Regions from separate parts of the Columba livia genome. Here region 2 is linked to region 1. Evidence: chromatin contacts called from public Hi-C data. All regions are on one chromosome and are shown on one strand. The core of a region is the stretch at or near the end of the contact, and the rest is flanking DNA. Distances in the headings are between cores, read along the strand shown. Region 1 holds the start of CRYAA (crystallin alpha A). Region 2 holds the start of HSF2BP (heat shock transcription factor 2 binding protein).

The links. A called contact is a pair of places that touch in the nucleus more often than the background predicts.
Region 2: a contact with region 1 is called in a Hi-C map of crop, with 4 times the contacts expected there. The contact joins the promoter of HSF2BP here to the promoter of CRYAA in region 1. A contact is called at or near these places in 2 of 2 Hi-C or Micro-C datasets (crop and liver).

Annotation. Positions count from the first base shown.
Region 1 is chr1:96,781,085-96,783,784 of bColLiv1.pat.W.v2, forward strand. It overlaps CRYAA (crystallin alpha A), which reads left to right and starts at 1,311. Exons shown (of 3, transcript XM_021286513.2): 1 at 1,311-1,714; 2 at 2,662-2,700. The coding sequence starts at 1,526.
Region 2 is chr1:97,083,174-97,086,086 of bColLiv1.pat.W.v2, forward strand. It overlaps HSF2BP (heat shock transcription factor 2 binding protein), which reads right to left and starts at 1,646. Exons shown (of 10, transcript XR_010473755.1): 1 at 1,508-1,646. RRP1B (ribosomal RNA processing 1B) reads left to right here and starts at 1,899. Exons shown (of 16, transcript XM_065069171.1): 1 at 1,899-2,263. The coding sequence starts at 2,131.

The sequences.
Region 1 (2,700 bases), core at 61-2,560:
GCAGTCCCTTCTGCCTTGTTGGGTGTTTTTCTGTTCAACTTTTTGTTTTCCATGAAGGAAAGCCTCTGTAACAGGATCTTCTGCTTCCTGCTTTTCCTCACCTGCCTCCATGCACTTCCTGGGGAAGGGTCATGAGCGGGAGTCACAGCCAAGGGCTTTCCAAGACCACAGGGCTCCTCAATGCCAGGTGATGTTTAACTGAATGTCACTTTAATTCAATATTTTTCTGAATTTAGCTCCTCTGGCCTGGATTGATCCAATTTCTCCAGAAGCACGGATGCCAGGATCTCAGCCACCCTTGGTTTCCTTAGACCCTGGCTCCACGAGAAGATAATTCAGCCCCTCAGCCCTGAAGTGCCTTTTGGAGGTGCCCTCTCCTCTCTCTCCATCGCTCTCTGTGACTGCAAAAGGCGCTGAGACGTGCAAGACTCCTGACGTAGGTGCTCCTGCTGTTGGGAAGGCCCCTGGGATGCAGTCCCTGCATTGCTGTCGCTGGGGCCTCGTGCTGAGCCCTTTAGCTGCCTTTTCGCTCCTCTCTGGCAGAGCCTGCTGCTCCAGTAGTGGGCTGTCCACGTGCCCCTTCCCTGGTTCCTCCAGGATGGCGGATGACCCCTTAAAGGCAACTTTAAGGGTAACAGAAATGCAAACCAGCCATAACCAGAAATGCGTGTTAGGCAGGATCTGTGTCGTGACACCAGGAGAGAAATAGATCTCCCACAACACTCCTAAATTAAAACAAGGACGCTCTCAAGAGCAGCTTTGGGACTGCTGTTACGGTCAGTGACCAAACTTATTTTTCCTTCTTTCTTTTGGCAAAGTATTTGTTTGTTAAAAGTTTCTGTTTTGTCAAAGCCATGTTCATGCTCTGCATCATGCGTTAGTCCTGCTTCCCTGCCAGCTCCATCATGATCCCTGCGCCAGGGGTGACAGACCCCTCTCAAGTGCGGGAGACACTTTATAGCATGTCAAAAAAAAGTTTTGCTTTCTTCTATCTGAACCAAACCCCTTTTCCACGCTTGGAAGAAAGCTGTTTCATGTGTTTGGAAGAGACTTTGTGTCTCTCTTTCAAGGAGGGGCAGAAACAGAAGCAAAATAACAAAAAGCCAAGGGCGGGTTATAAAGACCCACAGATCAGACCTCCTTCACAAGCATCCTTGAGACACCCACTGGGGTGTCCCGTTTAGCCTGTTTGATCCCGTAGAGGACCTGTCAGTACCCCTGGGCACCCCTTGTGTTTCAGCGTGCTGCCTGGCATCATCCCTCTGGGAGACCTGGCACCCATTCCAACCAGACTGTTGTTTCCAGGTCAGTCTCCGCATTTCTGCTGACCGCGTTGCCTCCGTCATGAGATCATGTCTTTCCAGAGAAATCCCTCTAATGCCTTCATTCTCCGAGACCAGTATATATAGGGGGAGCTTCCCTGGGGCTGCACTGTGCAGTCCAGCCAAGGCATCACTGTCTCTCCAGGAGCTTCACTGCCCCTGCCATTTTCCCCTCGCAGCCACAGGTCGCAGCAGCAGCCAGAATGGACATTACCATCCAGCACCCCTGGTTCAAGCGTGCTCTGGGACCCCTCATTCCAAGCCGTTTGTTCGACCAGTTTTTTGGAGAGGGCCTCCTCGAGTACGATCTCCTGCCTTGGTTCTCTTCCACTATCAGCCCCTACTACAGGCAGTCCCTCTTCCGCAGTGTGCTGGAGTCAGGCATTTCAGAGGTAAGGGCCCTTCGGATTCCTCTCCTTTTCCTTCCCCTCCCTCCTTACACCTCTGCCTGCTCCTCCCCACCCTCACCGCACTGGCTGGGTTTGGCGACTGTAGCCCTGTGCTGGGGTGTTAGGGGGTAAGGAGGACCTCCAGCCCACCGCCAGGCACAGTGAGCCCCCCTTCTTGGGCACGGAGGGAAACCCTCACTGGGGAGAAGGCTTCCCTACAAGAAACAGAGATCATTTTGGCTCCTGACGGTTGTTTTTGACATGGAAAAGGCTGCCTTTGCTGCCCTCATGTCAGACGGCCATATGAGGAGGGAAGAGCTAGGCTGCTCCCAGAGTAAGCGCCCACGAGGGCAGCTCAGCGTGGGAGAGGACCCTGGCATGCGGGAGCTTCCTCTGGCCCCCTCCTCTGCTTCAGGAGCTTGGTGGGCTTTGCAAGCTCACGCTGGAGGACCCAGGAGCAGTCATCTGTAGGCAGTGTGTAGGAGGAGCACGTAGCAGTGGAGACTGTAGTGTGAAGCTCAGGGACCAGTACTTTCTCTAGCTCACTCTTACTGGTTTCCTCCCAGAGCTGAGACCCCAAAGAAACCATAAATCACTGAAAGGACAAAACCTTTGCTATCAGAGAATATTGGACTGGTTTCCATTCCCCCTTGCTGCTGAGCTCTGGTGCATCTGGCAGATCACTGGGTGCAAAGGGGTCCCCGCCCAGGAAGAGTGGCGAGAGGTGATACCTCTCCCCAGAGCAGTAGCAATGGCGCAGACCCCTGCCACAGCCTCCCAGTGTCCCTGTGTCCCCACCAAGGGATAGAAGACCCCCGCTGAGGCCCATAGTCCCAGACAGGGAAGCCGTGCTGCTGCCAGACCCCCCCCTTCTCCGGCTTTTAAGCTGTCATGACGCTTCCCTCCGCACTTAGAGCTCATGTCTTACTGTCTGACAATGTTCATTTCAGGTGAGGTCTGACCGGGAAAAGTTTACAATCATGCTGGAT
Region 2 (2,913 bases), core at 396-2,895, 300 kb after region 1:
ATCTTATATGCTTTCACAAAGCAAAATTAAAACATATCTTAGTACTGTTTTGCACTGCATTGAGAATGGTGCAGGAAAGAAATAAGATCCTTTATCTATCATATCTTATTCCAGGGGGCAGAGGGTGCTACAGAACAACACAAGAAACTATCTCCTACAGATACAAAACATGTCATTGCCACTTGAGTCCAGCTGTACAAGACAAATGGAAGCCATTATCAGTGGTATAAACAATGCTACCCTGGCACTTCTATCCCTTCCAACCATTTCCTACAATTCTCTCCTCCTGCTTCCCTAGGTTAATAACTAACTTTCAGTTTTGCTTTCTACTCTCTTTCTTTCCCATCCGTCTTTCAAACCCAGACAGTTACAGGGACAGAACAGGCCAGTTCCAGCTTTCTCAGTTCAGAGGCATCAGAGCCACAATAAAGGTACAGAAGAAAATATTTTAGTTTTTTTAACCTGAATTGTATACTCCAAGCTGTGTTTAGAAGGCGCTTGTGGCAAAATCAGTATGGCCAAGTACCACCACAGTACATGATTCAAGGAAAATACAACTCATTTAGGTCTCAGGAAAGTATGGAATAAACACATGGCAACAGAACTCTATAAAAGAAAATCATCTGCATGTCTGCAAACAGGAAAGACAGGGAAACAATTCAGTATTGCTCAAAATTATGGAGCACAATTTTGCACAGGCATAGGAACAGCTCTACTCACTAGCAGAAGCTGAATTCAAATAAAATACATCGCAGAAGTACTGGGACTGAGATATGAAACATACAACAAGGAGAAAATTCTCATTTATAGTTCCCACTGTAAACATAGATCTTTGCGATACTGTGCTGCCAGTAGACAAGTTCTATTTTCTCTGGTTAAGCAGCTACTCAGTATCTCCCCTGCTACCACGGTATGTTAAAGGCAAATATAGACAACAGAGAACAGCAGTTTTCTGTCCAGCCTTTTACAGTAATGGCAGGTGACTGCATATAGGAAATTTTACTTCAGTCCTCACAGATCTCTTGCACAACAGTCAAGCCACTCCAGTTATGCATGCTGGCCCAGGATCTGCAAGAACTGAATCCCCCTTCCCCGCCTGGCAGGGGGCTGAACAAGGCAGAATTCTGACACCCAGCACAGAAACACAACCGGCCCTTTCTACACTCTCCCAACGGGGGGGGCGGCTCTCCGGCACTCCCCTACACAGCCCTCACGGCGCTGCCCCCCTACAGTGGGGAGGGTCCCTCACCCCCCCAAGGTGCTCAGCTGCTGCGTGCCCCACACAGTCAGCACCCCAGCGCTGGCCCGGCCCTGCCCGACACTCTCCGGCCCCACGCCGAGCTCCACTGCGCCATTGCTCCCTCAGGGCCGCCACGCAGGCCCCTCTTCCCCTTCGCCGGGGAGCCAACCCCCCACCCCGGCGGGGTCCCCCCACACCCCGACCCCGGGCCGGCCGGTGTCGGGATCAGTCCCGCGCCCACCGGGCCGGGCGGGCCGCGCGCGCTACCTGCGCGTCGCCCGCGAGGCCAGCGCGCCGCCGCATGGCGCCAGCTGCCGCCGCCAACCTCGTGGTGGCGGGAAGGGCGCTCCTCTGGCGTCACTGAGGTAGCCCCGCCCCCTCCGCGGGCGGGATGGGCGGGGCCTGGTGGATGAGGGGCGGGCAGGACATGCTGCCGGGGACCGCCCCGCCCGGAGCAGCCGCAGGGCGGCGGGCGCCTGCCTGGGGAAGGGCTCGGCGGCGCCCATGGCCGGGCAGCGCTGTGGAGGAGCTGGAGGGCGGCCCGGCTGCGGTGTCGTTTGGGCAGGGGCTGGCGGCCCCGGGGGGGGTGACATAGGGTCCTGGGCTATGGGCGGGTGGGGGGAGCCCGAGGGGGCCCGGGCGGGTCCTCCTCCCGCTCCCTTCTGCCCCGTTGGTACCGATGAGTTTTCGGGCTGTCACAGACGGGTTTGGGGCGACACGCCCGCAGCCACACCAGCCACCCAGCGAGGCGTGGCCGTACCCCCACCGCCGCGCCGCCCGCCCTGCGATGACGACGGAGGCGGGCGACGAGGGCGTCGGTGACGCCATCGGGCGGCGTCTGACTGTGCGCGGCGCGGACGGGCCGGGCCGGGTTGGACTGAGGACAGACCATGGCTCCCGCCGCCGTGCAGCCGCCCGAGGTCCAGTTCGCACAGCGGCTGGCTGCCAACGAGAAGCGCATCCGGGACCGTGCCCTCAAGAAACTGCGGGGGTACATCAGCGTCCGGACCCAGCGGCCGGACGGTAGGGCCTGGCTCGGCTCGGCTCGGCACGGCACGGCGCTGTCCGGCCCGTCGCTTCTCGGGGCCGGTGGGACTGGTGGGGACCCGGGTGGGGCCGGTGGCCGGGGCCAGCGGCGTGGGCGTGGAGGCGCTGGTGGAGCGGCGGTCCCGTCAGGCCGGCGTGGGGAGCGGAAGCACGTGTGACCGGGAGCCGGGACCCGCCTCCGGCTCCCCGACCCGGCACCGTGCGGCCACCACCTGCGGGCGCTTGGGAGACTTCTATTACTTGTGGTGTTGGTTTTTATTATAGCTATTATTATTAACGTCTGGATTCTATCGCCGAAAGTATTCGCCTCGGTGATCCTGCAGGCGCCGAGTGCGGCGCCAACAGCCCTCGGCAGAGCGGGGACCCTTTGGGATCCGCACCCATAAAGCTTCCCCCGCGTTCAGGCCGGGGCTCGGCGCCGGCTCGGGGGGCGGGAGGGCTCGGGGAGGCCCGGGGCGGGGGGCCTTGCTGGCAGCGTCACCGCTGCCGGCACCGGGGTGGTGTGGCTCCCATGCTCCTCTCAGGAACAGAACGTAAAGGCAACTGAGTGCAGCCCAATGTATGGAACATGTAGTTTTATTTTCTGCTATGGTGCATGGTGAGGTAGTGCATTAAAGGGAATTGAG